Linked DNA regions of Pan troglodytes: region 1 is linked to region 2. Evidence: chromatin contacts called from public HiChIP or PLAC-seq data. All regions are on one chromosome and are shown on one strand. The core of a region is the stretch at or near the end of the contact, and the rest is flanking DNA. Distances in the headings are between cores, read along the strand shown.

What was found. HiChIP or PLAC-seq counts read pairs in DNA pulled down with a chosen protein or histone mark.
Region 1: a contact with region 2 is called in an H3K4me3 HiChIP or PLAC-seq map of stem cell-derived excitatory neurons, with 10 times the contacts expected there. The contact joins the promoter of GNAS here to the promoter of NPEPL1 in region 2. A contact is called at or near these places in 3 of 7 Hi-C or Micro-C datasets (induced pluripotent stem cells and stem cell-derived neural progenitor cells) and 1 of 1 datasets of contacts at active chromatin or transcription factors (stem cell-derived excitatory neurons).

The regions. Positions count from the first base shown.
Region 1 is chr21:65,134,737-65,139,545 of NHGRI_mPanTro3-v2.0_pri, reverse strand. GNAS (GNAS complex locus) reads right to left here and starts at 3,396. Exons shown (of 12, transcript XM_009437485.4): 1 at 3,260-3,396. The coding sequence starts at 3,302. It overlaps LOC104003639 (neuroendocrine secretory protein 55), which reads right to left and starts at 4,039. Exons shown (of 2, transcript XM_016938197.4): 1 at 3,260-4,039. The coding sequence starts at 4,039. The coding sequence ends at 3,302. It overlaps LOC129138217 (a long non-coding RNA gene), which reads left to right. Exons shown (of 4, transcript XR_010154140.1): 2 at 1,606-1,719; 3 at 1,919-2,211.
Region 2 is chr21:64,943,278-64,948,194 of NHGRI_mPanTro3-v2.0_pri, reverse strand. NPEPL1 (aminopeptidase like 1) reads right to left here and starts at 2,755. Exons shown (of 19, transcript XM_063802671.1): 1 at 1,847-2,755. The coding sequence starts at 1,927.

The sequences.
Region 1 (4,809 bases), core at 2,147-4,646, 190 kb before region 2:
CAAAAGCTTCCCTCTTCTTGAAGAGCAGTATAATAATAACTGATAATTGAGGTAAAGCCATGTAGATTATTAAAAAACCAAAAAACCTCATTCTTACCAACACTGAAGTTTCAGCTTTCTTCCTCCTTAACCTTCCACACAGCTGCAGAAAATGAAGGCTGAAGAGTCAAAGGCTGTAAGCAACTCCAGGGTGAGAAAGGCTTGCAGTGCATTAAAGAAACATCTCAAAACAATCCCAAACTGTAACATTTCTAATTCTTGAATTCTGATGAACATAAAAGAGTTTTGTTTGCAAAACTTTAAACCTACATCAGGTTGACCCCACACAATATTGGAACATTGCAACATAAATTCCCAGCTCAGATAAGTTCAGTTACAAGAGCACCTTTGGGTCGCCCTCCCCTCCCCCACAAAAGCAAATTTCCATTAAGCAAATGATTAATGTACTAAAGGAAACAACTTCAATATTGGGGGCATATCATCATGTTCAACTAGCTTTATTCTCCTGCTCCTCCTCCTCCCTCACCCTCCATTTGAAATATTAAAAGTGGCTGGTAATTCACCTATGTGGTTAACCATAAGATCTGCTTTTTCTTGGGAGCCTATCCTCACCCCGCAGACCTCACCTATGTGAAAGGGGCAAGTGGGCCTATTCAGATGCTAACCCCAGTTGAGCAGGGTGGGACAAAGGGCCAGCTGGGAGACTAGTGAGTTGGGAATGCTTGGGGAACTTGCTAAAAATGGCTCTGGAAAAGGACGGCAGCTGAATACCAGTTTCTCAGGCAGAAAGAAGGTTTGCTAAGTCTATATAGCAAAATCCTGTCTTCTCAGGGAGGGTCATAGGTGCTTTCCTCGGGGGTTGGTATAGCTCTCAGTTGCTTTATATGGTCTGCACTGGCTTTTCCACCCTTGAATCAGGGTGTAAAGAGGGAAGCTGGGGGAGGGGAATTGAGCGGGGGAGGGGAATTGAGCGGGGGAGAGTGTGTGCCGGTAGGTAACAGGTTTTTACAATTGGGCTGTAATGCAGATGGCGAGGCAGTTTGTGGAAGACTGAAAGACAGTGTGTGTTCCTAGATTGCCCCTCCTCGCTACATGTGAACATGGTACATTGCTTACAGTTCAGGAAACATCCCTGTGTTGGGCTTCTGTTTAAAAAACAGCAAGATGGGTGTGAGGTGTGGGCTCGACACGGAGGGCTTTTAAAAAACTTGTTTATTCATCCTGCAACAAGGCAACATGCTCATTTCTCTAATGAATAATTCTCTGTGGGAAAACGGGTCTCCCGGAATACCCAGTCTGAAGATAGCTCCCACACTTGAAAGGCACACCAAAAAAATTCAACACAATCCCTAGTTTTTCTTGCTTGTCCCTAGAGACATTTTGCTTGGTGAACTCAGGCTGAGACATTACCAGAGGAAAAACTGAACACTTAACGTCACAGAAAGCCAACACACCATCATTGTTTACATTAAGCAGGAATTTCGATTTAGGGGCAAGCCAAAAGCGGGGCACGCCTAGCCCTTCCGCAGCCTCCAAACTTCTGAGACTAACATTGCTGTCGCAGAAAACCACTTGCAAATAAACTGGTTTCTCCGTATTTACTAGGGAAGACCACCAAAGGCATCCAACCACAGTCTGCGCTGCAGCCCGGCAGAACTAAGTCTTGGGCGCCGCGACGCCTTTCCTACGGAATAGGTCCTGGAAGGAAGACCATTTAAGGTATTTTCCTTCTATCATCATCCTTAGGAGTTAAGAACCTGACCGTCATTCATCTCAAGCCCTCAAAACGCTTTACTATTCCTCCAAATCGTTGTCATCCGAATAATTAAGCCGGCGCAAAATGAGACACGCACACCAGGAAAAAAAAAAATCAATTTCCAAGTCGGATGAGATTTTTAAAAGACATTTCACTTATCAGTCTTTCCCCCCAGGACTGGCGAGGAGAGCACGCCTTCCCTTCCGAAGGTGCGTTACCAGATTGCTGCCGTTTTTGTGCTGGGTCATCAGAGCAGATTCCCCTCCAGGTTACAGATTAAACTTAACTCTACCCGTGCTGAAAATGGCCGGAGCACGCCGCCTCGCCTCCCCTCCCCAAGGCTGCCGGAGCCGCCGGCCCCTGCCTCCTTTTCGACGACTGATCGTCCAAGGACTGGCGCCGGATCCAACACCTTTCCCCAGCTCTGCGCGTACCGCGCTCTTTGGAAACGAATTGTAAGTTATCCTGATGTTAGACGCGACCCCCGTCTCCAGCCTGTCCCTTGTTCCGCTTTACCTTTCCGCTTGCGACGATCTCGAGGGCCTCCAGAGGTCCTGCACAAACAGCCCAGGACGTCTCCTGCTAAGCCGCATGCAGCCTGGCCACCCGACCAGCTGCGCCAAAAGCTTGGCAATACCCCGACGTGACCATGCCTGTGCGTTCAACCCTGGTAGCCCGTAGGGGCACCCCCAAGGGTCCCCTTACCTCCTCTACCTTTCCCCCAGGTACTTTCCCCTAACCGCCCGCCGCCGGGAGAGGTCAGCTCCGGCGCGCGCGGGCAGGTGCGCACGCTCTTTGAGGCGGTCTCTGTCCCGCGAGCGAAGGGAGGCGGGCTGTGGCGGCCAAGGCTGGCGCACGGCAGCTGGAGGCACTGGCGCGGAGGTCCCGCGGCTTAATTGTCAGCTCTGGGACCTGGGCTCCGGCTCTGAGCTGCTTAGGCGCCGCGCGCGCGTGACTTCCCTCCCGGGTGGTCAGTCTCTAGAGTTCTCGCCCATTCCCATTCTGATTACTTTCTGCACATTTCAACAGTGTCTCTACAGCGCGGCTGCTCTCACATCGTGAAAGTTGGCGCTCGCACCTCCGAACCACATTTTGGACACCTGAGAAGGCCAACTTATTTGAGACTAGTCTTTCTAGGAGGAAGAAAAGCGCGCAAAACAAGTGACTTACCAATGCCGTTTGGGTGTGCAGCTCCAAATCTGGGGTGCGTTCGGGATTCAGTAGCGTAGCCGGGGCACCAGCTCGGAGACCTCAGGTTGTCTCCAGCGGGACGCACGGCGTGCGCCCCGCCGTCCAACAAGCCTTTGGCCACCAGGGCGCCCCTGGCATCCTGGGAAGTTTGGGGGAGCCCTCGCCGCCTCACCCTGACCCCCGATCCCAGGCTGACCAGCTGAGCCTCCTCTCTTCCCACTCGCCCCTGACCTGCCTTTCCTTCTCACCTCCTTTCCACCCGCGCTGCTCCCACACCGCCCTCAGGCTCCCCAATTTAGCGGGGCAACTAACCTGAATCCATGAAAACAAGGAGAATCTGGACGGCGTCCTCCATTAGTAACGCCGGATGGGGATGGGTCCCTTTTTGGAAGGGGACTCCGGGGACGCGTCACGGCGGGTGGGCTTCTTTGGCTTGCAGCGACGCCGCTGCTTCTCCTCCTTGGGCTCCTTCGACTCTTCGGGGTCCCTTGGATCTTTGTCCTCGGGCTTGAGCTCCTCCCCTTCCCTGGGGCTCTGGGGCTCCTGAGTGCTGGGCGGCGCGCGACTTGGGGAGGCGTCGGGGCTTCGCAACTTGAGAGCGTGCAGACGCTGGGTGAGGGACTGGCCGAAGGTGGAGTGCTTGGGCACCACCGGGCCGCGATCGTCTTCAGGCTCGGTCTCGGGCTCAGTGGTGGGGGCGGTCTCAGGCTCGGTCTCGAAGTCGGTCTCGGACTCGATTTCGGACTCGGTCTCGCTCTCGGTCTCGTAGTCGAACTCTTCCTCGTACTCTAGGCACTCGGGGAGGGACAGCTCAAGGTCTGCCTCCTCGTGCTCGTGGTCAGATTCCGATTCGGGGGACTCAGGGAATACCTGGGCGCCGGAGCGGTGGTGGGCGTTAAGGAAGCTCCGGCGCTGTTGGGCAGCCGCGCGCTGCTGGGCACGGGCGTTGGAGGTGGCAAGGGCGCGGAGGAGCGCGATGGAGCAGGAGAGCCAGAGGAGCGCGGTGGCTGCCCGGCGGCCTATGGGCGGGCACAGGTCGTTGTAATTATGGCGAGCTCGGCGCCACTGCTGAGCCCGGGACCTCCGATCCATCCTCTTAGGCGCACACCGAGAAGCCGGCCTGCCCTCTGGCTCTGCAGAGAGCGGCTCCGAAGCGCATTGGCTGCTGGAGCCGGGAAAGGTACACCCTATGAGGTGAGAAGCTGGCCCGGAGGTCCCAGCCTCACCTCCTTGTGAGGAGAAAAAGGGAAGCACCTACCTTCCTGACCACTTAAGAACTTTCTAAAGCTCCGCGCCTTGCTTGCCTCTCTGAGCAAGAAGAAGGGATGGGAAAGTTCTGTCTCCTCCCGAGCTCCTCTCGCTGAGTCTTAGATTCCGCAGCCTAAGACTCGAGAGAGGTGCCTCCGCCGGTCCTCTTGCCTGGGAGAGGACAGAGGAGACTGAGGCGAGGAGGGACGGGCAGTGAGGTTCTGCGAAGTTGCGCGCCCGGACTTCTGCCGGGCATGTGCAGTAAGGAGGTGGGGGCCACCTCCCCGCGAGCTGCGTGGTGGCGCCGAGCCTGTGGCGCAGACCCTAGTGGGCCGGCAGGTGGCAGGAGGGAACCTTGTTTGAAAGGATTTGGGCGAAGCGATGGGCGGGGGGCCTGGCGGGTGGCAAGGAGCAAGCGGCAAGCTAGCCCCAGGTCCAGTACTTGGGCAGGTGGGCGCAGGCTCCCGTGGGGTCGTGCCCCTCCCCAGTTTCCCCAGTTATTGGGGAAATAAACACAGCCTGGAAGCAGCTAAAAACCCAGAACCCCAAATAGCAAATATTCAGGGGAATGAGGGTCTGTCTATACACGAGTATTAAGCCTCTAGCATTTTCCA
Region 2 (4,917 bases), core at 1,506-4,005:
ATTCAGAGATGCACTTTTAAAAAGCTTCCCGTCTCAGATACTAGGTTTTTAAACTGTCTGACTTAATCGGGGAAAAAAAAAAAAACCCTCATGTTACCCAAAGGTTCAAGGTATTTTGAACCTTAATGATTAAAAATTGAAAAATAAACAATATGTTTTTCAATTAAAACTGATACCTTAGAAATCTTAATATGAGTTTCAGTAGTTTTTGAGGCAGCACAAAATCAAGTCATTTAAGGAACATGCAGTTCTTATTTAACATTACTGAAGTTCCGTTAAGGAATTGAATTCATCCAATTTCTACTCGATTTCTTGGATTATTTCTTCTTCAAAATTAGCGCTAGAATTAGCCTGTTTCTATGCTACCAGACATCTTTACATTTATTTCAATATAATGTAATTCCTTTCCGTTTATAAATGTAAAAAAAACCCTTCAACTTCTTAATTAATTGAAATCTCACACACACTCTGTCCCTAGTTCTAGGCTGTTTGACCTGAGTTTACATGCTTTTATTCCTGAAACCGCTCACACGGCTTTAAATGACTTTTCTATCAGTTATATGGCCAAAGACATTCTCCACCTGTGACTTACAAAAAGGAGAAACTGTCTTTGTAGACATGATAATCATGACATATGGCAAAATTTTCCTGAAGCATTTAGATAAAGCCATAAAGAAAAAAATAAACTGGCAATACAGTCCCTAAGAGGTGAAATGAATGTTCCAAAATTGCCTAATATCAAGTATAACCCCCAAGAATGTGGTCCTGGGATGGCTATTCCCCGCCTGTTCCAACGCTGCTTCTATTCCAACCTAGCCTGCCTACAGCAGGTAGCCTGAACTACAGCCAGTTTCATAACTTCACTTTTCAATTGAAGACATTACAGAGCTAACGATCACTGTCTGGTATAGATCATCCAGACTCGCCCCTTATTTAACAGAGCAGTAAACTGAGGCTCAGAAAGGGAAAAGTAGCCCCCATTAAAAACAAACCCCAAACAGTAATTTTTCCAGGACCACCCTTAAAAAACGCTACTGCTAGGCTAACTAAAGGTTCTGGTTAATTAAAAAAAAAAAAGTGCTATTTTACGGGGTTAATTTTCACATATACCTCCTCAGGCTTTTTTTAAAAAGTTCGAATGGAGAGGAAAGCTTAATTTCCTGTCTGGGAAATGGAAAGTGAAGAGGCTAGCACCTTGAGTCTCACAAACGCAAGCCCCCAGGAAGAACAGTGAGGCAATTACTCACAGGGAACAAGGCCACACAGAGGGCTGCGGGGCCGTTAAAAGAAAACGGGCGGAAAAACAAAACAAAACAACAACACAACTCCCTCCTCTTTGAGGGGAGGGAGTCGTTCATTTTGCAAGGATTTGGGTCTACGATCCCGCGACCCAGCCATTAGGACCAAACCGAGGCTCATTACTGGGGGGAGGGGAGCTTCAAACAAAACGAAACAAAAAGGCTTCAGAAAGGCCCAATGCTTCCCAATGTTAGCGTTAAAACATATGTAAATTACAGGCGGCCTGTAGCGCAGTGACGCCAAGGCGGGGGGTGCGGGGGGGGTGCTGCGGAAGTGAGGAGAAGACGGGGCAGAGGTGGAGCTGCGGCCTCACAGCACCGCTTCTTCCCCATCCAGGGCTACAGATGCCCCCTGACTCTAGCCAAGAGATCTTATTATTCTTAGTCTTATTATTCTTATCTTCTTTTTTTAAACAGAGAGACAGACAGAGACAGACAAACAGGCAGAGCCGCAGTGCACACGGTCCGTGTGTCGGAGAGGCCGCCAGGAGACTCACCGCAGCAATGCTACGTGAATGCAGAGGGCTGGAGGTGGTGTGACTACTCACTTGCTCGGCTAACAGCTGCCGGTTTTGGATGGAATTATTCCGCAACAACAAGAAAGCGTCGGTTAAACGCCTGGTGGCCATGTCTCACCCTTTGCGACCCCCCTCTCAGGGGCCCCCCGCCCACTTATATTCCTGATTTATTCACTTTCTTTCTCGTGGCCCGGCTGGCCCACCCTTTCACGGAAGCTTCTCGACAAGGCCTCAGGCCTCAAGCCAAAAAGATGCAGCTGTGCGCTTCGCCAAGGCGTAGAGACCCCTCCCCAAATAACTACCTAGGCTTTCCAATTGTCTGACTCCCCCTACCCAGGACAGACTTCGATCTCTAAGCACTTGAATCCCCCCAATCCTTGCGTAGCGATCCAACGTCCCAGAGACCCCCACCCCAATCCAACCTTGGATCTACAAGCGTCTAACTCGCCAATCCGGCTCTAGACTGGGAGGCCCTGAAGCCCCCTACTCCCTGAGACCCCCCAAAGGTCTCTGCTCTCTACCCCTAACTTTGGCTCGTAAGCGTCTAGGCCGTGCCGTGAGGTCTGGCTGTGACTCAGTTTCCGCACCAGAGGCCTGGCCTAGGCCCTCTTTGGACAACCGGAGCCAGGCTTGGGGCCTGGACTCGAGGGCGCCTGCAGCTCCCTTCTGGGGACTTGTCTGAACCTGCTGAGGCCCTGCCCGACCTCCTGACCCCTTCCTTTCCTGGACGGCCTGGTCCTCCACTGCCAGCAGGCTGCCGGCCTGCAGGAAGACAGCAGGGCCTGCCTCCCCGGCCTTCTCACTCCTCTTCTCCGGCTCCCTCCATCCCCGGATCTGACTGCAGCTCAGCCCCGGGCCGTTTCCGTGCTGTGGTCCCGGGTTCTGGCGTTCCCCCCTGGCCCTCTTCCTGTCCGTCCCTCGCGAGTGCCCCCCTGCGACGCTCGCAAGCCTTGCTCGCAACGTTCCGGGCGCGGGAGCTCCCTGCACTCCTGCCCCGGGGCACGGGAGTGCTCCGCCCTCTCCCGGGGTGCTCCTCGGGCGCCCTGTTTCGCCTCCCCCAACTGGGTCCAGGCACTAGGAGCAGGCCAACGAGCAGGCCTGAGCCTGGGGAGCGTGGCCCCCAGGCTGCAAACCGCTGCCAGGGCCCTTGGTCCCTGAATTAGAGTGGAAGTTGCGCGGCAGGCAAATTTGGGCTCCCCAAGAACTGAAGTTTTGGGCGCGGGGAGTTGGAGCGGGAGAGGAAAAGTTGGAGACGACTGCCTCTGCAGGCCGAGCACGCTCTACTGCAGGCGGCGGCGCTCGCTTTTTTTTTTTTTTTTTTTTTTTTTCCCACTCTGGAAAAAGATGTATCCGACAAACAACCAGGAGGAAATAAAAGAAAAAAAAAAAAAAAAAAAAAAGGAAGCGAGAACTCCAGGCAGCCTGGCCGCGCCGCCGCTGGCAGTCGGGGGTCTTCGGGGGCGCCCGCCCTCCCCAGCTGCCGCTTTCTGTAGGGGGCACTGCAGGGTCGTGGAATCTCAAGTGGAAAAGTTCCCCCGAAAACTTTGACACCTCCCACCCCCCTCCCCGCGAAAAAAATCTCTGTTCTCTGCCTGGGCCCTGGCCCTGCGACCCCCGCGCCCCCCCGTGCCCCGGGCCCGGTATTCCACGCTTGGCCGGGCCCGGGGTGTCCTAAGCACCTCGACTTGCCGCCCCGGGCCAGGTCGGCTGGGTTCGTGCAGGGGCTCCGCGGGGCCGCGTCGGGCAGGGGCCGCCCGGGCCCGAGCACGGCACCCACAAACAGGCTGGCGCCCCGCGACGGAGACCCGGGTCCGGCCCGGAGCCGCCCGGGAGGCTGGAGGCCAAGGGCCTGGCCCAGCGCGCGGCCGGAGCGGGTCGGGGGCGCAGAACTGTGCGGCGGCGCCTTCCGGGCCCCGGGCCTGTGCAGGGCCGGCTTCCCCTTGCGGGGCGAGGCTGCGGGCCGGGCTGCGGTGCGGGGTTCCAACAAAGGACCGAGGCCCAGAAGCGGCCCCCACGCGTCCTTTGTTTCTGCGTGGAACAAACTTTACACACGTGTGTGTTTTCCGAGGGTTTCCCGTGTGCTGAGCGCTTGCAAAGCGGAGTCGCGCCCGGGGAGACGCGAAGCCGGTGCCCGCGGCTCACCCAGGGACCCCAGCCAGACAGCGGCACCCGCGGGGCGCGTGCGGGACCCCCAGGCGACCGGGGGAAGAGCCGGTAACCGCCCCCCACCCGTGCTTTTTCTCTCACGGAGAATGTTCCCGCGCGTTCGTTGTGCAACTAAAAATTAATGTGAAACATCCATTGAGTCAAATAACAAAATGCATCCAACGAAACCCACATAAAATCGAGAGAGCCGCGAGCAGGGCTGGGCGAGTTCACTGTGAGGACCGGCTCTGGCTTCCGCGCAGCGCGGAGAGCAGGGCGCTCGCCCGGGGACGCTTCGCAGCGGTGGAAGATTCGGGCGACAGGGGACTGGGTCGCCGCGCGGGCCGGGCTGGAGGCTGCAGGGACTTGCTGACAGGCCATCCAAAGACAGAGGCCCTGGGGAGGGAAATTCGGGGAGCCCGTGTGCTTAGCGTAGCGCCCCGGAAAATATTTGCCCAATAAGGGAGAGTTTGTCCCCACACCGCGGCAGAAGCCCCCTGCGAGCTCTGACCCCAGTAGCACGGCCAAGCCCCCCCAACCCCGCTCCCCCCTTTAGGGGACAGGTATTTGTAAATAATAACTGAGCTGGTCGTCGGTAGGAGAATCAGGTTAGAAACATGGTCCCCACTCTCTTCCTATCTCCCCAGCGCTCATCACCTCACAAAGCAGGGGGGGGACTTGTTTACTTTTCCTGGCGCTCTCCCCCAGGCTAGAACGTGATCTTCTTCCTACGCAGGGACAGTGTTTTATTCATCTTTGTACCCACTGCCATCTCATCTGGCTTGGAACAGGCTCCGGATAAATATTTTTTAAATATGTGCATGAATTAATGAGAGACTCGAGATTTAGTCCCCAAACTCTCTGACCTCCCTCGAGTGACTTTAAGCCTTTAGAGCCCTTATCTGTTAAGAAAGAAAGAAAAAAATGTGGGTTTTTCGTAATCCTCGTAATCCGCG